Regions from separate parts of the Mus musculus genome. Here regions 2, 3, 4, 5, 6 and 7 are each linked to region 1. Evidence: chromatin contacts called from public HiChIP or PLAC-seq and promoter capture Hi-C data. All regions are on one chromosome and are shown on one strand. Each heading gives the region's core, a stretch centred on a gene start, on an enhancer-like site or on the middle of the called end of the contact. The rest is flanking DNA. Distances are from core to core; before and after follow the strand shown. Region 1 holds the start of Cxcl12 (chemokine (C-X-C motif) ligand 12). Region 2 holds the start of Tmcc1 (transmembrane and coiled coil domains 1). Region 3 holds the start of Zfand4 (zinc finger, AN1-type domain 4). Region 4 holds the start of Marchf8 (membrane associated ring-CH-type finger 8). Region 5 holds the start of Fxyd4 (FXYD domain-containing ion transport regulator 4). Region 6 holds the start of Alox5 (arachidonate 5-lipoxygenase). Region 7 holds the start of Zfp239 (zinc finger protein 239).

What was found. Promoter capture Hi-C pulls out the DNA fragments that hold promoters and counts their contacts. HiChIP or PLAC-seq counts read pairs in DNA pulled down with a chosen protein or histone mark. Capture Hi-C pulls out chosen DNA fragments and counts their contacts.
Region 2: a contact with region 1 is called in a promoter capture Hi-C map of liver, with 3 times the contacts expected there. The contact joins the promoter of Tmcc1 here to the promoter of Cxcl12 in region 1. A contact is called at or near these places in 4 of 39 promoter capture datasets (the 3T3-L1 cell line, hippocampal neurons and liver) and 1 of 9 other capture datasets (pancreatic islet).
Region 3: a promoter capture Hi-C map of liver shows a contact between it and region 1, with 3 times the contacts expected there. The contact joins the promoter of Zfand4 here to the promoter of Cxcl12 in region 1. A contact is called at or near these places in 4 of 39 promoter capture datasets (the 3T3-L1 cell line, hippocampal neurons and liver).
Region 4: a contact with region 1 is called in a promoter capture Hi-C map of 3T3-L1-derived adipocytes, with 5 times the contacts expected there. The contact joins the promoter of Marchf8 here to the promoter of Cxcl12 in region 1. A contact is called at or near these places in 9 of 39 promoter capture datasets (the 3T3-L1 cell line, 3T3-L1-derived adipocytes, embryonic stem cells and 4 more).
Region 5: a promoter capture Hi-C map of liver shows a contact between it and region 1, with 3 times the contacts expected there. The contact joins the promoter of Fxyd4 here to the promoter of Cxcl12 in region 1. A contact is called at or near these places in 8 of 39 promoter capture datasets (3T3-L1-derived adipocytes, the C10 cell line, cranial neural crest and 4 more), 4 of 484 Hi-C or Micro-C datasets (cerebral cortex, large pre-B cells, liver and 1 more), 1 of 115 datasets of contacts at active chromatin or transcription factors (astrocytes) and 4 of 9 other capture datasets (adipose tissue, embryonic stem cells, liver and 1 more).
Region 6: a contact with region 1 is called in a promoter capture Hi-C map of liver, with 4 times the contacts expected there. The contact joins the promoter of Alox5 here to the promoter of Cxcl12 in region 1. A contact is called at or near these places in 5 of 39 promoter capture datasets (the 3T3-L1 cell line, hippocampal neurons, liver and 1 more).
Region 7: an H3K27ac HiChIP or PLAC-seq map of embryonic stem cells shows a contact between it and region 1, with 6 times the contacts expected there. The contact joins the promoter of Zfp239 here to the promoter of Cxcl12 in region 1. A contact is called at or near these places in 5 of 39 promoter capture datasets (cranial neural crest, frontonasal cranial neural crest, maxillary cranial neural crest and 2 more), 1 of 484 Hi-C or Micro-C datasets (forebrain), 10 of 115 datasets of contacts at active chromatin or transcription factors (astrocytes, craniofacial prominence, embryonic forebrain and 6 more) and 1 of 9 other capture datasets (embryonic stem cells).

The regions. Positions count from the first base shown.
Region 1 is chr6:117,167,106-117,170,198 of GRCm38.p6, reverse strand. It overlaps Cxcl12 (chemokine (C-X-C motif) ligand 12), which reads right to left and starts at 1,664. Exons shown (of 3, transcript NM_021704.3): 1 at 1,483-1,664. The coding sequence starts at 1,543.
Region 2 is chr6:116,191,736-116,194,828 of GRCm38.p6, reverse strand. Tmcc1 (transmembrane and coiled coil domains 1) reads left to right here and starts at 1,455. Exons shown (of 6, transcript NM_177412.1): 1 at 1,455-1,571.
Region 3 is chr6:116,262,612-116,265,704 of GRCm38.p6, reverse strand. Zfand4 (zinc finger, AN1-type domain 4) reads right to left here and starts at 1,486. Exons shown (of 10, transcript NM_001309446.1): 1 at 1,393-1,486. It overlaps Washc2 (WASH complex subunit 2`), which reads right to left. Exons shown (of 31, transcript NM_026585.3): 31 at 3,034-3,093.
Region 4 is chr6:116,336,439-116,339,531 of GRCm38.p6, reverse strand. Marchf8 (membrane associated ring-CH-type finger 8) reads right to left here and starts at 1,510. Exons shown (of 8, transcript NM_001302383.1): 1 at 1,317-1,510; 2 at 1,042-1,146.
Region 5 is chr6:117,935,853-117,938,945 of GRCm38.p6, reverse strand. Fxyd4 (FXYD domain-containing ion transport regulator 4) reads left to right here and starts at 1,611. Exons shown (of 9, transcript NM_033648.1): 1 at 1,611-1,655; 2 at 2,166-2,208; 3 at 3,024-3,092. The coding sequence starts at 3,053.
Region 6 is chr6:116,459,707-116,462,799 of GRCm38.p6, reverse strand. Alox5 (arachidonate 5-lipoxygenase) reads left to right here and starts at 1,622. Exons shown (of 14, transcript NM_009662.2): 1 at 1,622-1,925. The coding sequence starts at 1,776.
Region 7 is chr6:117,861,387-117,864,479 of GRCm38.p6, reverse strand. It overlaps Zfp239 (zinc finger protein 239), which reads right to left and starts at 1,599. Exons shown (of 4, transcript NM_001001792.2): 1 at 1,338-1,599.

The sequences.
Region 1 (3,093 bases), core at 415-2,914:
AACTTTTACTCTGGATAATTGCACTCCAACCTTGAGGACCTGAGTCCTACATTCTTGCCCCATACCTAACTTGCCAGAGGCTGTGACCCTTGCAACATCACCAGCTCATTCAATTATTAATGCCCAAATCAATGTGCTCCATGACGGGGCACTGGGGGACCAGTGGGAAGGCTCAGCCTCCCGGGTGTTCTCGGTAACAAAAAAAAAAAAAAAAAAAAAAAAAAAAATCGAAACTGCCTTTCATTTCTTTTTTTTTACTACTCCGATCAGCAACTGACTATTCTTTTACAGAACATTTCCCTCGGACTAGGCAACTCCAACCATTCCCGTACCCCGTTGTCACAGGGAAAGAACCCAAACGAACGAGTTGGTGTACTTGGGCAGCATTTAGAGCTCAGTCTCACCAAGAGCCCCGACTGTCCCTCAGTTCTCTCCAGGAAACACCACTGCGGAGGAAGGCAGGGGATCGACTAGTAGGATTTTGTTTTGTGTTCAGAGGCAATGGTTTGTTTTGTTTTGCAGCAACGGTGTCTTGTAACAGCGCTGAGAGTTTTCTCTTCAGTGTCAAAAAAAGAAAACAAAATGAAAGCCCTTTCCCAGTGAAAGAAGACACCACCCTGGGTCTGGGAGACTGAACTCCGCTGCAGCTCTCATTCCAGAGCTGAGGACTCCGGGGCTGGCTACAAAAGCGCCCGTTTGCAGGTGTGTTTGGGGGTTGGGGAGAGGTGTGCATATAGCTTGGGTAACTGCTGAGCCTTTGTCTAGTGACCCGGGTAAGAAGAAAAAGGGGCAGTGAAGAGACGCGTGCTCAGGTCCGCGTCGCTACGGACCAACGAACTGTGCAGAAGCGCGGCCCTGGCTGGCAGCGCGAGTTCAAGAGCTGCGCTGCGCTGCTGGTGGCCCTGAGCCCCTCGAGGGTGCTGTAAGAGAACACGCTACACCCGCAGGGGACGAAACTCAGCCTCACCACTGAACCTATAGCCAAGCCATGCACTTCGAGCTACTTGACCGGTCTTTGAGAGTTTGCTGACACACGCACCACCCGAGTGAACCTCTTGCACGGTCAACTCCGGGACCGCGCTGCCCTTCGCCTCTGGAAACATCTGGGCGCCGGTAGACACTAGCTGAGTGCAGCTGGCGCGCTCCGGGGCCCAAGCCCCGGACACAATCGCCCACGCTTCCATTCCGCGCCGAACCCACTCTTGCCCAACAATCCTGCGGGTCCTCCCCTGCAGCCCTCTCTAGGTCCTATGGCCGCACTTCGCAGAGCACAAAACCTCGGTGCGACCCGTGGGACACGGGAAAGGGCACCCGGTGGGAGTGCGCCCTGCAAAGTGGACTGCCCCAAGTTCGCTTGTAGTGAACGGCGCCGACCGAGTTCTTTCTCCGCGACTTCGGCGCGGGCAGAGGAACCGCGGACCCGAAGGAGCTCCGGCGCAGAGCTGCGAGCCTTTCCCGGGCCCGGCCGCGGATTGCACTCACCGTCACTGATGCAGAGCGCGGCCAGCACCAGGGCCAGCACGGCGACGACCTTGGCGTCCATGGCGTGGGCGGGAGGGCGCGCCGGAGGCTGCAGAGCTGGACAGCAAGAGGACACCGAGGTGGACCGAGAGTGAAAGTGCGGCAGCGGGAGGCGAGCGCTGGGCGCTTTAGAGGCGAAAACCAGGCGGGGCGGGGCGGGGCTCATCAAGGGGCGGGCCTGGAGTGTGGCTGGGGTCTCTGACGCGCATCCCCTGCGGAGCAGCCGCCCTTCCAGTTCCCTACCTACCCACCCCCTTCTTGGCGCCCTCAGTGTCCGCGGCTCCGCTGGGTGCTGAGACCTTTGATCTTCCCAGTCCCCAACTTGGGCGGGCTCTTTGGACCTGAATTGTAAAGAGGCTGGGTCGTAGAGCTTAATGCTCCCATCCTGCAGATAGAGAAACTAAGGGGCTGTCAAAGGCACAAGCCGTGAAATAAGAACCTGAGAGACGAAACAGTCTGTTTCGCCGCATCCAAAAGTTGCCAGAGTACCCTTTCTTTCGTGCCAGGAACTTAAGCTGACCCACCTCATGTCCAGGGTGTCTGTGCCGCAGTGGACTGCTAGGCTTAGGGCAACGTGGACCAATCTACAGTTAGAATAACTTGGATTCCCAGCCAAAGTCTCACTACAGTCATTCCCGGGAAGATGCATTCTAACGTAGGGCTGCGCTACCGAGCAAAGAGACCAAACAGGTCTCCCAGAGATACTCAGTATCGTGAATTTTCTTTGCCACCTCCCCTCTGTACCCCTATTCTCTCGACTGGGGGTGGGTGGATGGTACGAATAGTGGGTGGGTGATTACAACTCTCACCCTGCAGAATGGAAACGGAGGAGAAATGACTGGGTCTCACTCCCGCGAAACGTCCTGATTCTCTGTGCTTGGTTTTAATGTGTGTTCAGTTAATGGAAGCTGGAAACAACTTCTTAAACTTCAGTGTTTCCTGCCTTTCCAGAAGAAAGTCCAGTGTTCTAAAAAGGACCAAAGAGTTCCCTAAGGCCCCGCTCCCTAAAACCCTGCTTCAGAAAGTGGTCATTGGCGCTTTACAAATAGACCCATTGGTGTTCAGCCCTGCCAATAGATCGTTGTGTTCCACTCTGGTCAACCAAAACAACCCCAACCCGGGTGTGGGGAGACACGGGGGAGGGGGCAGACTGAATCTTGGAGGGCTAGAGGCTTTGGGCAGCGTCCTTTGGACCTTCCACTGCCACAGGCAGTGTTGGCCATGCTTCGACCACTTTTCCCACATAGCCAATTAGCGATTTGGATTCTGTTATCATGTTCACCCAAGGGAGTGCACAACAGAGACTTGCCTCTGTCTCAGGGCAATCTGGGAATCATATTTGTGAAGCAGTGGCCAGGACCTTTGGGCCTGGGGCTCCACCTAGGGACTAAAGAAGGGTGGAGAAGGTCAAGAGGAAAATGTTCCAGCCATGAGAGTATCTTAAACAATTCCGCTAAGCACTTTGCATCCATTCATTTGTCAGACACACTTTAGGGACTCAGCTTCAAATCTGGAACCGCGCCGACCTGGTCCCTGTGTTTAAAAAGTAGCATTTCAGAGAAGGCAGCCATC
Region 2 (3,093 bases), core at 206-2,705, 980 kb after region 1:
GGGATACAAAGACTTTTCTGTATTTTCTTCTTTCTTTTCAGTCTTATCTTTAGGTTTATCACCCATTTTTTAAAATCAGCTTATTATTATTATTTTTTACAATGGCATACATGCTTAGCCTTCATTTTCTGATCATTTTCCTTGGTGGCTTTATTCATGCTGCCCCTTACATGTGCAAGCTCATCCTCACCACCCTCCAATCTGAGTCAACCCTGCCACCTCCTTCTCCTTCACCTTTCCTTTAATTTATCAAAATGTATATCCATTTTACTCCCAATGTTTTTCTCTATGAGCACACTGCGTCCTTGCTTTCACCATCTTGCCAGTTGCTTCCTGAATGACCTCCCTCACCCAGGCCACTTTTCACATGGCTGCATAATAATTTAAAATCAGACATAATAATCAAGTTCCTAGCCCTGCAACCACGGCTGAAGAAAAGCTCAAAGGCTTCCTGAAACTCTCAGAAGTCCCAAACCTTTTTTATCTACCTCTTTTCACGTGCAGTCTAGGTCCTGACTGCAGCACCCTGACCAGTAGCCCCTTAGCTCCCCTTCTGGCCAGGCCGTGTCCTCACCCCAGTGCACTCTTTGCAACTTAAGGATTGTTAAATTGGACTGTAGCTCCATCATCCCCAACTACATTTCGCCCATTTGGTCTCCATCAGCTTTCAAACTTCACGAGCCAATGGACTCTGTTTATTACCGTTTTCCACTCACAGATCCTCCAATACCGGAAGAAGCTTTGCCATCTTAGTGACGGACGACTGAGTTAGAGACATCCCGATAATTAAAGAGATGAGCTACTAGGGGTTTTGTCATTGACCTAAAGCCAGTCCCTAGTTGGAAGGCCCTGGGAGTCAAGGTAGAGAGAATTGTGCGACTCGGAGGAGTGGGTCCCAGAAATTAGCTTTAGCCTGTTTAGCAGGACAGCTGGCCTGAGTTACTGAGGCTCTGAGGGCACCCGAAAAGCAGAGAAAGGGGCTGAGGATACGTGGGGTCCAGAGGTGGAAGAGCCGAGAAGCTGAAGAGCCCACGGTCCGAGGGGTTGAGAGGCTAAAGAACGACAAGCCGAGGAGTCGAAGAGCCGAGATGCTGAAATGCTTCAGCGTCTGAACTGCAGGAACGGTCAGGAAAAACTCTGGCGGAGGATGCCGCACCACCTGCAGCGCCTCCGCTTACTTGACCTGCGCCCGCGTGGGGGGGTGGGCCTGAGGCGTGGCTACACCTCTGGGTCGGGTCACGCCCCCACGGCGTGCGCGGTCCCGCTCGGCACCGCCTTGCGCATGCGCTGTCGGCGGGAGGCGGAGGTTGTGGGCGGCTGTGGCGACGGGGTGCGCGTTCTCGTTCTAGCTGTCGTTCCCTCGCGCTGGTTCGCGCTCGCGCGCCGGGGCCGTGGCAGCGGCGGCGGAGGCGGCGGCGGCAGCGGCTGAGGCGGCGCGGGGGGCGGGCCGGGAGGGGGGGGTGGTCGGGGTGGGGATGGACCGGGCGCGGCGGCGGCAGCTGCAGGAGCCGGCGCTGGAGACCGAGCCGCGGCGCTGGCGGAGACGCCGGCTGTCCGTCGTCTCTCCACCGGTGAGTAGGACTGGCCCAGGCCGTGGGTGGGGACGGGCGATCTCTTTAGCGCGGCCCGTCGCGGTCGCGGGGCCTCCTCGAGGCCTGGCGCGGATCGGACCTCTGGTCGCTCTGGCGGCGCCGAAGCCCCGGGCCTCCGGCCGGACCCCGCGTCTCCGGGCCTTCTGCCTGTCATTGGGACAACCCCCGCCCCCGCCCCCGCTCGGGCACTCTCCCCCGCTCTCCTTTGGGCAGAGCTGAGCGAGGGGCGTGTGAGGACTCGCGCCCAGGCCCAAGGCCTCCTGGCTAGCCGAGGTCTGAGAGTCCTCCCTCGTCCGGCCCTGCGGTACCCATAAGTTGGCCACCGAAAGTCAGCCCTTGCCACCTGAAACCAGTCTTGCACCTTTTGTTTTGATTTTGAACTCGTGGTTTAACTTGGAGGAGGAAACCCGCTGTCCTGCGAAGAATAGGTGAGATGGGAGTCTAGGTGGTTAGGATGCCCTTTATTAACCCTTTTTGTGGAGAGCAGGGGGCCCGCAGTGAGATGCATTTCGCTACAAAACCTGAGATTTCAGCCTCAGCCAAAGTGTGGACGGTGTTGGTCCAGTGATTCAGTGTCTGTCCCACTCCATCCCTGGACAGCGTTGATGGAGGTTCCCCTACTGGATCTGCTGCTGGGGCTTCTGGAGGTAGCCCACTTGAGCTCTTGGAGAATATCTCTCTGTGCTCTGGTGTCACGTTTTACCTTAGTCTTCATAGATCATAACCAATGTCCAGGCTTAGGTTTTATTGGAAAAAAAAAAAAAACGACTACCATGCACCCCTTCTAAAATGGTTGTTGTCATAGCCTGACATAGTTGTCAAAAGATCCATGTGCACATGCGTCCCTGGAATTCCTAAATTGGCTTTTCTTTTAAGGAAAAAAGAAAAATAGAAAGAAAACAAACACAGTAAAAACCCCAAGATTGAAAAAGCAGGTAACAACTTTAGAATATAGCACAAGTTTGATTTGTTCCTCTCCCTGTCCTGTATCTTAAATTTTAGAAATTAAACTAAACCTTTGTCTTTGAGTGTATAGAATTTGCATAAAGAAATTGTCACAAAGCTTGGAGGAAAACCTTAATAGAAATGGTAAGATATAAAATCCTCCAGGACCTGGGGTCTTACCCCCCAACTTTCATTTACAGATTGAGACTGAAATTGTGAGTGGGTGGTAGTTTTATCAGTGTCTCGTAACAGAGATACTTAGAGGTGGGATTTTAGATCAACAGTACCTTGCCCTCCACCAACAGAATTGGTTGTGTTTTTTGAACTTACACACCCACTCTCTGGCTAGTAGAGAAAGATTAAAAAGCTGCTTCTGGTTTGTGGGTGGTAACCTTTTAATTTCTAAAGAATTCTCATCTGCTTACAGACTAGATAGTTGATGAGCCCCATAGGAAAATTCTAGATATTAAAAATTCATTAGCACATGATCTAGATATCTTGTCATTATGGACGCTTATTAAAGACTTGACGGGATATCAGTACCATGTACTCTGTA
Region 3 (3,093 bases), core at 237-2,736, 900 kb after region 1:
ATTTCACTACTCACTCTTACATCACTCATGGTAAATGTGAAGCCAGGTGATAGGGTATTTCCTAGCACATATTAGGCCCTGGGCTCAATCTGCAATTTCACAAAAACAAAACAAAACAACAGCATTATAAGAAGAAAAAGAAAAAAAAAACAGCATTATAGTGAAATACGCATAGGCAACATGTAATCCTTCAATGCACAGATCTGAAATGAGACTAACGTGCCTATAAGTAGAAGAAAATCAGCACAGCAGTAGGTGCATCATCAGTGGTACAAGAACTCCCAAATGAAGTTTGGTCCCAGTTAGTGGCATAATTTCCAATACACAAAAAGAACCGAGGGTGGTGACCATATCTGAAAGCAATTGTGTTGCATACTTTTTTGTTTGGTTGGTTGGTTGGGTTTTTGTTTTTGTTTTTTTCGAGACAGGGTTTCTCTGTATAGCCCTGGCTGTCCAGCCCTGGCTGTCCTGGAACTCACTTTGTAGACCAGGCTGGCCTCGAACTCAGAAATCCGCCTGCCTCTGCCTCCCGAGTGCTGGGATTAAAGGTGTGCGCCACCACGCCCGGCTGTGTCATACTTCTCAGCAAAGGAAATTAATGTAACAAGACAAAAGGTTGTGCTGGCCGGCTAAACCACAGCAGAATATTACATGGCCTAGTGGAAGCTCAAGTGGGCCAATGACCTAGCGTACTAAAACTGGGTCCATTGAGGCCTGCAAGCATCCTCAAAGTGGCCCGTGGTATGCATGAATGAGCACTGGAAAACCAATTGACAATAAAAACGTATAGTGATGTTTAATAATATAAGTAAATAAAACGATGATTAAATTGCTAATTTATCTTGAAAACTGTTAGAGAAAAATCAAAGTGAATTTCCAACATTTCTTTCATCTTTTGAAATGTCTAAAACCAACCAACAAAAGCGGCAATAACTGCACTCAAGGGGTAATTTCAGTACCTTGGCCTTTGCTTCCTTCTCGTCCACAGGAACTTAGTCACACGACGAGTTAGTTTTTAATTTTTCCCCCCAACATAAATATACCCACAATATGTTGCAGCCTTTTAAAAAGGTGACTCTTGTCCTTTTACAGATGTGTGAAAATCGAGCTACAGATTAGAACCACACTCTGGCCTAGGAGCGATGCACAAGTGCGGGGGTGCTGCCCTGGGGCCACAACCAGCAGGGACCACACTCAGACCCAAAGTCGGGTCAGCAGCACCCCGAGCCACGGGTACGACCAATTTGTCCGTGAGTCCGTAGGCAGAGAAGCACGGGTGTGACCAGGCTGCAGCTGAGGCGGGCGCACCGGGGCAGCGAAGACGCAGCAGGCCCTTCCACCACCCGCCCTCCCTCCGGGCCGCGCCGCGCCCCGCCCCGCCGCGCCCCTCACCCGCTCGCCCTCCGGTGGTCGCGTCCGCCCGCTCGCTCGCTCGCCTGCCCGCAGGCGGATAGGAGTTCGCGCGCCCGAGACGCCGGCCTACGCTGGCCCGCGAAGCTCCGGTCCCGCCCTTTGTGACACCGCTCACCAATCGCCGATCAGCGCTGCCGACGCCCTCCAATCAGCTCGCGAGGGGCGGGGCCTAGTCTTCCGCGGCTGGCGGTTGCTCGGACGCCGGGGTCGCACGGGCTTTCAGGAAGGGTTGTCGGTTAGAACTGGCCCGTATGTTGACTCTTTATAACTGGTTGCAGGACCCGTCTAGGGCAGGGTAGGAGACTGGAGACGGGGCACAGCGTCTGGGAAGAGCCGGCACCAGAGTGGCTGGGGCACTTCTAAGGTTCTTTGGGGATAGGAGGGTCTTTGGCATTTGTTATTTACTCATGGCCTAGGACACTTAAAAGGATGTCCATGCTAGTCACCCTTTTCTTGTACTCCACGTTCTCCTAACATTTCTGACTCAGTTGTGTCATCTGTAAAATGGGAACATTTCTATATGCCTTTTGCATTTGAGCAACTATTTGAAGATTATAGGTCAAACAGTCTCAACCTGAGCTCAGATCCCGTCCTACTTTTGCTGTGCACCGAGCTGAAGTGGGATATAAACTGACTGGCTTTCTGACTACACATGCCTTCCAACTAGGTTGGGCCCCTGCTGCTTCGGTTCCTTCATAGGAGGTTCAACTCAAGTGTTTTACCAGGAGGACTGCAGAGGACCATGAAAGCGCTCCCTCATAGTCAACTTGCAAAAGAACCCTGGCCCTGATCAGTCTTCTCCCACCCTCTCATTATCCTCCGAGACCTGAGCCACTAGTCTCCACAGTTTCAACTCCTCGGGACTGAGGTAGATGGTATGGTGAGGCCTTTTGTCAGCCTCTTGCTCTTAAACTCAGCCCATGACTGGGCTGATAACTTCCAACTCTATTGAGGCCAGAGCCATGATGGTAACATGAACAGAGCCTAGGAGGACAGTGCCTGCGCAGGACATCGTGATCACTCACAGCACTCACGTGCTCTAGCATCCAGTGGATGCGCTTAAATTTTATTTTTTTAGCTTAACATTTCATAACCTCATCAAACCATACATCACCAGTCATAACCTACCATTTTAAAGGGCAGACAAAAAGGTCTATTCTCAACAACAATCTTGCAATTTTAGTACTGAAACCATTTACAAAGGAGGAAACAAAAGCTATGAGAGGCAAATTTTTGCCTACAGATAAAAAATCCCATTTCCTGTCACTTCTGAATTCTGACTGGGGTAGCCAGATAATGTAGCCATGATGGAGGCTGTGTTCCAATAAAACTTTCTGCACATTATTAAGACAACAGAGGACCACAGTTCCCCTTACAAGATTGCAGACCCACTTTTTGGGAATTCAGTAGAAAGCTCTTCTCATGGGCTTAGAACCCATAAATGCATAACCTTTCACGTGCTAGACCATCACAGCACCCAGACCCACCGACAGAGCAAACCCTTCAGGTCTGGTGCCTGACCACTGCTCGATCTGCACTCCCTGCCCACACATGAAGCCACAAAGCAGTGTCTCCTGTTAGCATGAGCTTCCATGCACTCTTATTAAGTAAGAACAAACCTCTGTGAAGCGTTTATTTTTTATTTGTAATTTTAAGCATAATTAAAATCAATGCAGAAAA
Region 4 (3,093 bases), core at 261-2,760, 830 kb after region 1:
CAGACATTAGACGACCAACAGCCACCTCCTCACAAAGGACAAACTTTTTAAAATGTGTTCTCTGCCTCTATCTTCCCACTGCCAGGATCACAGTGCGCCACCGTGCCCAGCGATTTTCCCTGCTAACATCAAAGTTCAGTACATCTCTTATCAATAAAGTCTCCAGAAACAAGAAGTTAGGAAAGTACACATGGCTCTTTATTTTAACTTCCTCAGTAATTTCACACTCTGCATACCCTCATTCACTGCATCCAACAGGATATTTCGTTTGATTTTATTGAACATAGGGTCTCACACACTGAATCTCTCAAAATGCAAAATTTTCTTGCTTCAGATTTTCAACATTTAGTTTTTAAAAAAAAAAGTGTCCACATCATTCCATGTATAGTTCATACATTCTTTTTCACAGCACGTGATTTGAGTATTCTAAATGAAGTATTCCACTCCCATTTTGAGTAACTAACCAAGCAAGTACATGTGAAGTCTACTATATAGAAGCACGATTGCAGTCCCTCCTGGGGCTGATCAGAAATACTGCTGTTTTTTCCAAGAGATAAGTTATATATTTATTATTTCTCTAATTGCATAACATATAATCGAACAAAATAAAGAAAAAAAAAAATAATGGGAAGGGCCATACTTCATACGTATCTTGAGACATCATCAAATTAACAAAAACATAAAACGACAAAAAAAAAAAAAAAAAACCACTTCATAATAAATCTTGACAGCTGTATGACCACTGTGTGTCTTTACGTGGGGGAGACAAAGAAGCAGAAAAGGGCTGGCTTTCTTTCTTCCTTTGTTGTTGTTTTTTTTTTTTTTTTTTTTTTCAAATGGGCTTTCAGAGAAGCGTGTTTTCTTTTTAAGGGAGGTTTAGCTGCGTTAAAGATACGTGAGAAGAACGTGAGCCATTATAATCCTCCCCTAATAAATTCCCTATTTAAAAAAACTTGACTCAGATGAAGGAGTCCAAAAAAAAAAAAAAAACATTTTTAAAGACGAGCAAATGGGCGGCGATTAAAATGTAAAGCAGCCTACCTACGCTTTGCCTCCAGCGCTTCTACTAGAGCAGCACCGTCCAGACGCCACGTCAGGCACTCAGACACCAGGAATCCACACTTCCATCTCGGACGGACGCGGAGACTGAAGCAGAGGCAGGGAGGGAGGGTTGCCCGGTGCGCGCCCTCACAGCCCAGCCCGGGCAGGACTTCACCTGAGAGAGCCCGAGACCTTCGGCCGCCCGCCGATAGGGTGACCGGACCCCGCCCCGCAGCACGCGGCCTCTCCCCGGCCCGAGACCTCCGCGCACCCACCTGTCGCGGCCTCCCAGCGGCCACACCCCTGGTGGCCCGGAGCGCGCGGCCCCGCCACGCCGCACCTCGGCGCGAGCAGCTCAGGTGGGCGCGGAGCTCCACGCGCGGCCCGCTTCCTGCATGACCCGGGCCGGACGCAGCAGGGCCGCTGGGTCAGCGCGCAGCCTACACCACCCAGCGAGAGGACGCCGACTGACCGGTCACGTGACGCGCCGGTCACGTGCCCCGCCGCGCCTCAGGCTAAAAGCGTTGCTTTGGCGACCTGGGGCGCTGGGAAGGCGGGGTAGCGGCGGCGGCCGCCTGGTAGACTGGCGCTGGGTGAGGCTGCTGGTAGACTCCGCCCGGCTTCACCTTCTCAGTGTAGAGAAAGGTAAACCTTCCGGTGCGCTAGCAAATGAAGTGGGAGCGAGAACTACGCGGTAAAACGTTTGTGTGTATGGACGAGCAGGGTTTTTTGTTTTGTTTTTTCTCTCACTCCCTAACCTAGAGAGACTCTGAGTGTATATGGTATGGATATGTAAATATGGTATTCATAATTTTTATGAGGATATTTCTGTCCATGTAGACAAGACGTATTTGACTCTACTTTGTCTACATTAAACTCATCCCTGATTATACCTGTACACTGGTGTTGTGACTTGTCCCCACCACAGTACTGTTGGTTGGACCCAAAGATTCTCTCAGAAGCTATCATTCCTAACTTTTACAATTTCTTGACATTCTAATTTTCCTAAGTCACATCTTACAGAAGGAGAGGTTTTGGCCACTGGCAGTTTTATTTATCCAATAATCTTTATTACACGGTACATTCAAGGTATTTTTTTTTAAATTCATGAGAGATTTGTAAGGCAATCCCTGCAGTACTCCACGATTTTCTATTGTCTAGAAGTAAGTCTGTTGGTTTAGCTAATCAGGTTACTCAGCATACTCAAATATGCTGGTCAGTTTGCATACTATGCTGTTTAGAGAGCAAACTGTCAGGAGACAAAACATCTGGATCCATGTAGCAAAGCAAAAAATGGGTCCATTCCTGTAGATCACCTTGAAAGCAACATTCATCTAGAAGATGGAATGGTGAATTTTTTTCGTGCAGATTTTTGCTGTGGGAAGCAGCAGCTACAACCTGAGAGAATCCTCCTGCCCTGGTGGCAGGCTTTCCTATAAGGCAGGACTAAACTTCCATTAGTGTCGTACATGGGCAAGAAGAGTCAATTAAGTGATTTGGGGGTGTGGGAGCCTGCCATCCGAAGTGACAAAGATTTCCAAGTTCTAGAAGTGTCTGAGTAGTTGTGGAGCTGGAAATATTATTTAGGCAAAGCTAGAGTCTCCTAACACAAGGATTCCCTACCCAAGAGATTTCTGAAGCCTCTCTTCATCTAAAACAAAGCTCTGAGTCCTGAGACCAAAATCTTGCATCTGTCCAAACAAGGGAACAAACAGGAAGTGGGAAGAAACCTCTGTACTTAGAAGGTAAAGCTGCTAAAATAAAGAAAAAAAGCAGTTGCTTTGAGGTGACCATTTGCTCAATGCAAGAAGCCTCGTGGCCTTTGGTAAAAATCCTCCTGTCTGTGCTAAAGGGGATGACTTCCCTCCTAGACTGTAGATCAGGGGATGCCAAGTGAGGCATGAGCCAGGGGGCCAATGTTACCCTACAACTAGTCACACTCAACTCTTCAAATGCTTAAGCACACGTTTATCAGTTACGGGTTCCTTGCAAACAAAAGATGCTGTTACAGTCGATGTTAGTGTGCATGTGTAATTTCTGCCCCAGGAGGTT
Region 5 (3,093 bases), core at 362-2,861, 770 kb before region 1:
GTTGCCCGGTTGCCGCTGTATTCACAATAGCTAGGAAATAGAACCCACCAGGAAGGCCAGCAGCTGATCAGTGGACAGTGGAGACGGGAGACACATACACAATGGAATTTTACTCAGCTTTAAGAAAAAGTGAAATTTGAGGGGAAATGGATGTGACTGAAAAATATAGTAATTAAGAGAAGTGTGCCGATTGATTTTTGTCAAATTGACATAAACCTAGACAAATCTGGGAAAAGGGAATCTTAATTGAGAAAATGACTCCATATCTGAGGAGAAATGGAGAAAATGCCACCATAAAATTGACTTCTAAGCCGGGTAGTGGTGGCGCACTTCTTTAATCCCAGCACTTGGGAGGCAGAGGCAGGCAGATTTCTGAGTTCAAGGCCAGCCTGATCTATAGAGTGAGTTCCAGGACAGCCAGGGCTATACAGAGAAACCCTATCTTAAAAAAAAAATTGACTTCTAGACAAATCTGCAAGGCATTTTCTTGATTAATAGTCAATTCGGTAGGGTCTAGCTCACCCGGGGTGACATCACCCCTGGCCAGGTGGTCCCGGGTAGTGTAAGAAAACTGGTTGAGGGCTGGGTACGATTACACATCTTTAATCCCAGCACTCAGGAGGCAAAGGCAGGCAGAACATCACAATTACAAAATTAAAAAGAAAGTAACTGTTGAATCCTTTCACAGCCCTTTCCCACCTATCTAAGACAGACAACCTCAACTCTTCTTCAGTGACCTCTAGACAGGGACAAGTCTCCCTCACTTGGGAAAGAGAAGAGATTCGAGGATCATCCAAAGGTCCATGGTAGGATGGTTTGGGCCAGCATCGGACAAAGCAGGCTATCCTGTCCCTGGCAATGTCCCTCCCTCTGTGGGAGGCAGGCAAAAGTCTACCTGGACTGGGACAGTGTCCTATTCCACCTGAAGTAGGTTCCTCAAGTCACAGGGTGTCTAGGTTTAGCAAGAAGGTGGTAAAGTGAACCAATGGTTCCCTGTCAGACCCAGCCCCGTCTCTCTGAACACCGAGTTCAAATAAAAACAGTGCGACTGCCAGTCTCTATTATCTACTTCACTGTCTCCAAGGTATTCCACACAGCACAAGCCAGGAGGCTGAACCCCTGCGGCCTTTAGTGTGTGTGTGTGTGTGTGTGTGTGTGTGTGTGTGTGTGTATGTGTGTGTGAGAGAGAGAGAGAGAGAGATCAGAGATAACTTCTGAGTCAGCTTTCGTTCTACCCTGTGGTTTCTGGGCTCAGATTCAGCTTGTCAGTTGTGGTAACAAGTACTTTTACCTTCCAAGCCATCCTTCCAAACCTGGAGCTTTCTCGTAAGACCTAGGTAGACTGAGGAGGCCCCCTTTTCCTCTGGAGCATGGACTGAAATCCAGTAGTCTCAGTTTTCCCGTCTCTCCCTCATTCCTTAGCTTGAAGGAGCCAGGACCCAGCACTGGCTCTACCCTGGGTGTGGTAAGTGAGCTATGGCCTTAAGAGCAGGTGGGGAGGGCTGCCTACGGGAGCATAAGAGGTAGGACCAGTTCCCTCCAGACTGCTGGTGTGTGGCCCAGGGCGGAGCCCCTGGGTTTAAAGAGCAGAACCCACCTAGGCTCTCCTCAGACTTCCTCTCTGCACCACTCCCCTGGCTCGAGTCATCTCCCGGGTGAGTAGATGTTTGCTGGGACTTAAGTGTGCTCCTTAGAAGGGGTGGCAGAAAGACCATCTGAGGAAGGGGGAGGGGATGCCTCCAAGACTCTGAGAAGTGAACAACTATTTGGGGATTGTGAGAACAGAGATGGCCTCTCCCGGCCTTGAGAGTTCTGATTTTAAGACTGTGTAGCAGCGAGTTCAGGACTAGGGGAAGTAAGGGCCAACCTTTAACAGAAGCAGAAGTAAAATGAAAATGAGACAATCCAGGAGCTGTGGCTTTGTGTGAAGGGGTAGGAGAAACTGATGAAGGACAAAAGAAAACCAGCTTCAGAGACTGGTAGATTATAAACTCCCATGTCCAGGAGATTTTTAATCCATTTTTCCATCTTAAGGCAAAAAGCCCATGTGGTTTATATATACTGTAGCAGGTTTTCAGGGCTAGGTCTATATTTTAGGATTTACATATCATACATAGCTCCCTTAATTTCATCTGCATAATTTACAAGGTTGTTATAATTTTCAGGACACTGAAACACAGAGATATTACCTGCTAAGTCACACACCTGGTAAGTGGATGTGAGAAGACTGAGCCCAGCCAGTAGGTGCTGGATCTGTGATCTCATTAGCAGATCAGAGCTAAGTATAGTAGACAGTAACCGAGGCTTCAAAACTGAACCCTTGGCACTAGCCTATAGCTACCATTATACAGAAAGAAAGGCTGGGGCTTTTTCTCTCTAAAACTCAGCTGCACAAGGGGTGTCACAAGCAATGTAAATGAGGCCCTGGGTAGGACCTACTCACAGGAGAAAGGGGCTATGTCTCTCACACCAGCAGACCTTTCTAGCAGGTACCTATGCTCTGAGTAGATCTGGGGCTGCTTGGAGCAGAGTTCCTGGCTCTAGAAGAGGAGGCTGGAACTGCACCCTCCAGCCCTGTTGTTGAATTCTGAGATAATCTACGACTCAACCGGATTACTCCAGGCCCAGATCTTTTCAAGTGGAAGAGGCAGGGCCTGGACACCTGGTTGGGAAAGCCTAGCTCCTTCGTAGAACAGACACCTACCTCACTTGGAGCATTTGGTTTTATCTTCGTGGATTCCTACCTTCTGTGAAAGAGATGATCGCAAAGCCTACGTGGTCACTCCAGGGTGTTCTGTTTCTGAACACGTAACTAGAATTAAGCAATCCACATACCCGGGTAATCACTAGTACCATCTGTATGGGGAAGTGGAAAGCGATCGTTTCCTTAAGGTCAGCGCTTGCCTATGTGGGATTCATATGTCTAATTTTCACACCAGTTCTGCCTCTTACTAATGGGGTGAGCTGTGGCAGGTCACAGATCACAGACCCAAGCCACCACTTCTACTCTGCATCTCACCCAGCAGCCTGCAGTCTCACCCTGGGTCCTGATATGGAGGAAATCACCTGTGCCTTTCTCCTGCTGCTAGCAGG
Region 6 (3,093 bases), core at 373-2,872, 710 kb after region 1:
AGGTTCATCCTGTTGCCATTGCACTGGACTGCAGAGGGTCCAGGGCTCTCACAGACACGCCGCTGCATGAGTCAGGTAATCATGCCACCAGCAAGGGGAAGTAAGGGCTGGTCCTCTCTCTTCCCTTCCCTTCTGCTTTTCCAACCACAAACACCTGCTTTCCTGGCAAGTTACAGGTTCCCCAATAACAGAGGACTAACAATAACTAAGGCCTGTGTCCAGCTTCTCTGTACCTCACAGTGTGCTGAACTAGGATATGAGCAAAACACAATCCCAGCCCCCAAGCAGCTCATAATATGATGGGAGAAATGACGACAGAGCAGATCCCCTTGGGACAGATGACAATGTGACAGTAAGTGTGAGCAGCGGTGATAGGGTAGCAGTCAAAGAGAGGCAAACAGATTCACAGAAGAAACAACATCTGGGAAGGAGTTTGCACAAGATCTAGAGGTACAGAAGGAAGGCAGGAGAAACCACCCAGAAGGGAAGGGAATGTGCCAAGGATCTGTGGAAATTAGAAGATTCAAAATTTCAGAAGAGAGCTCACTTAGACTGTGGCATGACCAATGTATGGAATGTAGTCATTCCATCCAACATGAGCAGGGTATTATCGAAGGATTTTGTAGATTTAATTGTTATACATTGTCTCACTTGCTAGGTGAGCCCCATCCAATCAACTGGAGGGCAGGAAAAGCAGAATGGAAAAAAATAACCAAGAAGTAGTAGCACAGTTTATTACAGACAAATTAATGCTGCCCATTGTTCCACTGTAAATTAAGGAGGGTGCATTGACCGCCTACCTTCTAGTGACCAGCTGCTTTCCCTTCTCTCTATGGCAACAATGTTATGCTTTTCTGAGCACAGTGGGATAGCCCTCCTCACCTTCCAGCAATCACTCTCCTTAAGGTTTCTTTTCTACCTTTACCCAAAATGCACAGGTAGGCTCTCACTGAAGAGCATCCCACTCTTCCCTAAGACTCTCAGTCTTAACCAACTCCTTAAGCCATCTCCGGACAAGACAACCTCCTTTCCCATCACAAGTCCGCTCTCAGCAAGCATGCCATTAAAGTTCCAGACAGTCCCACAGGTGCAGATTAGGAGTCGCCCACTCGGGCCACTACTTTCTAAGGCTGGTTCCCAGTACCACTAACCATTTCCCCCAAGTTTGCTCCCACCCCGCGCCTCCCAGTACCTTGCCCAGAGAGAGAAGGTTTACTCATTTTGTGAAGAAACCAACATTCAAGTTTCCTTGGGGTCCACCGTGGAGCTACAGGTACTCTCCTTGTGGGCTTCAGACCCCCTGCTCTAAGTGTAACTATTGCATACGCTGTGTGCTGCAACTGAATGAGGACACAGGTAGTTCTTGAGCTGACAGTGAGGGACACTGAAACAGGCAAGAAGCCATAAAGATGGAAGAAATAAGGGATTAATTGACTAATGAAAACAAAAATGCATGAGGGATAAAAGCTAGGTAGAGATGGGGCAGAGGAACAAGGGCTTCAGCCTATCAGAGATCACTGTCCCTCCAGTGCCACAGGAGAGAAGGATGCGTTGGAAGGTGGGGTCCTGGGACTGGCCAGAGACAGGGGCGGAGCCAGCGCCTGAAGGCAGGGCCGGTCGCAGGGTGGAGCCAGACCCAAGCGCAAGGCTGGCCCGCTGCTGGCCACTGTGGCAGGGAGCTGCCGCGAGTGACAGGGTCAAGAAGTTGGTGGGCTGCCACGCCGAGCTTCGCGGGCTCCTGCTCCCACACCAGCAGCACTCACTTGCCCGGAGTCATGCCCTCCTACACGGTCACCGTGGCCACCGGCAGCCAGTGGTTCGCGGGCACCGACGACTACATCTACCTCAGCCTCATTGGCTCTGCGGGCTGTAGCGAGAAGCATCTGCTGGACAAGGCATTCTACAATGACTTCGAACGGGGCGCGGTGAGAATGCGCGCTTGGGACCGACGGCTGGCAGCAAAGAGCGGGAGGGCGGCGGGGCAGGACAGGCAGGCACCTGAGAACTGTCTGTCCCAGCGCGCTCGTGACCCTATGTGAGCGCATCTGGGGATCTGATGCAGCGCCAGAGTCGGTGCATGCCAGGGCAAGCGAGGCACCCTAGACTTCCTGATGACTCGGGTATCTTAAGGGACAAATGACTTCCAATGTGGGGGACTGATGTGGCTGGCCTCTTATGTGAGAGATGGCACAAACTTTCACCAACAGGACCCAGAATTTGTGAGAGGCCCCTTCACCTCGGGAGTTCTGAGGTCCTAGTGCCCCAGAGTCCAGTACCACTGCAAAGCATAGAAAGCCCTGTTCGACAGCTAGCCATTTTGTGTAGACAGTGTAAGTCCAGGGTAAGTCAGAGATCCAGGATCGGGAGTCAACTTGGGCATAATCACTCTTCTATCCCTACTGTGGACCTTCGTTTACCAAACTAAAAATTGGTTAGGTTTAATCTTACCCATGAGTCATGAGGGAGCCCAGTCCCATTTGGGGGCTAGGAATGAGTCCAGGGATTGCCCCCCACACTTAGGTACCCTACATTTCCTGCACTCAGTCCCAGTGGAGGAATGTAAAGGAAGGAAGGTCTGGCCCGAGCAGCCTTTGGAAAGACTGTCAGCAGGGTGCGTGCAAGAGGACACTTCCTCCCTGAGTATTAGCTTCTGAAGGAAAAAAGGAAGAAAGATTTCCTTTCTTCCCTCCTAATACAGACTTTGGAGTCTGGCAGCCCCACAGGCACTGTGGGAGGCCATTCCGTTTGGATGCTGCTGGTGTGTAAAGTCTAGCCCCATGACTTTCTCTTAACACAGGCAGGTCATGGTTTTCAGTGACCCACTAAGTGCCTAGTACATCAGACTTGCTCAGTAAGTGAGTCTGTAATAGACAGGCACGCTGCAGACCCTTGGGGTGGGGGTGGGGGGTTCCTCTTCCTTCTACTACCTCCAGGTCTAAACTAGGCTTAGGTTTGATTTTACCAGGCTGCCTTCTTATCATTTAGTTTACTATTGAGTCGACCCACATGAACTTGCTTAGAATTAACCATTTGTGATAAGCACAATGACAATTTCATATGCTTCCACTAGATAGATCTGTTCAGCCTAAACCA
Region 7 (3,093 bases), core at 350-2,849, 690 kb before region 1:
GAACATGAGTTCTTTGATGAAAAGCTTCAGTTTATATTCTTTTTTTTTCCTACTTAGCATTAGACTGGGCATATACTAACTTGGAATGATCTCCAACAAGCTACAGTTTTGATCTCACGTAAGGAGGTCAAATCCTTAGGAGGTAGGACCTAGTAGGAAGAATGTAGGTCACTGGGGATGCACCCTTAAAGTGATATTGGGATCCAGGTCTTTCCCACATGAGGTGAACCAAACTCTGTTTCATAGGTCCAAAACTGAGTCAAGTAATGACAGACTAAAACGATGGAACTTTGAGCAGACAAATCTTTGCTCTTTACAAACTCATTACCCAAGATATTTTGGTCTTAACAACGAAGAGTAACTCGTGGAACATACACCGAGTGAAATGTACGATAGGAGAGCCGACTTCCAGACTACAGGGAGAAAATGCTCCATAGAGCCTTTCAGAAGAGCTTGGTTGGATGTTTTGAGTACTTCACAAGGTGGCAAGGCAGTGTAGTGAGAATTAACATAGAACTTCCGGGTCAGCAGACCCAATGCTGAACCAGTTGATACCGTTTGCTAGATACATATTGTAAGGTCCCAAATGCTCTCGTTCCCTTGTATAAAATACCAATCTCACAATGAAGCTTGGCAATAAAGAGAAAGACCACAAGGACCTCACTCTAGGCAAATACTCAATGCTGATTTCCTAGTTTGTTCTAAGAAAGAAAAGCTGTATCTAGCTCAGAGATGAGGCATTTTTGGTGAAAGAAACTGCAAGTCACCTGAAGCATGGTCATATTTTCAGGGAGGGGCAGATTCTGCCTAGGGTAGTTCTGACATGCCCATCTCCTCAGACCAACCTATTTCAATACTGAAGTTCTGGAGTGGGTGTTCTCAGGTTCTGTGCATCTTCTCACTGCGTGCATTACAGCTACCCAGTATCCCTTGCCAGACCGTCCTCTCAGAAATCTGACTGGTTTCTAGGTCGCAGAGGGGAGGGCTGTGCAGCGGAAACCTTAGTACTCTTAGGGGTCTCTTCTAGGAGCCTCTCTCATGGTCTCCTGATGTCCAGCAACATCATCATTGGACCCACCCAGGTCAGAACTTGGTCAAGCAAGAGGAGGGTGTCTACGGAGCTGCGGTTTGCTCTGCTGCAGGGGCCTGGCCCTCCGTGAGGGTGGCCTGGTGCACGGGGTGTTACTGGGGGTTTGGGGGTTACCGTGGCTGCTAGCACGTGGGATCGCAGCCGCAAGGAGCCTTCCCAGCCTCGGAGCCTGGCTCCGAGTGGTAATGCCCCCTAGTTTGGACCAGGACACCGCTGCCCACCCCTGGGGCAGCCCAGCTCTGCTCACCTCTTGTAGGTAGAACCCACACCTGGTAACGCAGGACTCCCGAGCATCATCGAGGATTCGAACTACAAGTCCCAGAAGGCTGCGGGCAGGAAAGCGCTACTTCCGAGCTCACTTCCGGCGACGATGGGCTCACTCTTGTGAGCCCCCAGTTTGAGGTTGTGGTTGGCCCTGAATAGTTCAAGTTGTTGTGCACTCTTTTCGTTGCAGACACATACAGTTTTAAAATACTCCCCCAAGGTGTCTTTTACTTGTTATGATGATGCTAGAGGGTAAAAAATCATTATAAAATTGTCTTCAGCCTTAAAAATATTCTGAAGCTGTTAATAACCACTTTAAGTGAATAGTGTGGTATATGTATTCACAGCATGTAATCTCATCACTAGGGCCGAGGAAGGAGGTTTGTGAGTTCGAGAAGCCCGTGTCGAAATTTAAAAAAGAAAGAAAAGAATCGATCACTGGTTACTCCATGCTCTTATCTTTGGAGTACAGTCTCCAGATATTTATTGCGCAGGTCACCAACGCCTGTAATTCTAACTCCAGTGATCCCTACACCCTCTTCTGGACTCAGGCGCCTGTGTTCATGTACAATGTGTTCATGTGTACAAACCTACACACACACAAACTTAAAAACAGAATATTTTTAAGAATCAACAATAATGTATTTGGATATAAAGAACTAAAAACTGGATCATAAGGTTGACTTAATAGATCAGTGAACTTCCAAACCCAAAAAATAATTTTAATCATAAAATAGCCACCCCTCCAGAAATTGATGCCATTAAATCTGAAAGAAAATGTCAACGAAATTCTAAGGAATCAATAGTATTAAATGTCGCTAAGTTTCACTTACCAACAGGATTTCAGAGTGTTTTCTGAGTGTGCAGTCGTCTCCCAAAAGGATCTCTAGGTAAACCTGTGACATTAACATCCAATCTGTAGCCCACATGGTCCCCAGGAACGTTGTGAAAGCCCATCACAAAACTCTTAAACCTCAGACTTGAGACTTCTTTTTACAAATATCTTTTGTTCATATATTTCCCTCTGTGTGTGTAAGCCCTTCCCCCGTGGGTGTGGCCATCCGAGGACAACTTGCAGGAGTCACCTCCTTCCTTCTTCTCCGTGGATCCTGGGGATTGATCGCAGTCTGGCAGGATTGGCTGACAGGCACCCTAACCAGAACAGCCCGATTGTTCTTCTGAATGTGGCCTTTGTAAAGGACAGTGGTGTGTCACAGAAGGTTGGACACACTGTTTTGTTTTGTTTTATAAAGATTTAATTATTTATTATAGGATTACACTGTAGCTATCTTCAGACACTCTAGAAGAGGGATTCAGATCTCATTATGGATGGTTGTGAGTCACCATGTGGTTGCTGGGAATTAAACCTTTGGAAGAGCAGTCAGTGCTCTTAACTACTAAGCCATCTCTCCAGGTCCCTGGACACACTGTTAACAGTTACCAGAGTACTGAACTTTGTTCTGCCCAGAGGGTCTTAGGTATTTCATAGCAGAAACTAGTAACAGAATGGGGCTAGGAAAGGCCGATCGTTTTAAAGTCAAGGCTATTTGGAATGCTTAAATTAGGTGTTGTGCATTCAGATAAAAATAGATTATAACATTTAAACCCAATATGTATGGTATCACTTTCCACTTTCTAGGAATCCAAGGTGCATGTTTTCTATTATTTATTTATTAATTTTGGTTTTTTGAGACAGGGTCTCTCTGTGTAGCCCTGGCTGTCCTGGAACTCACTCTGTA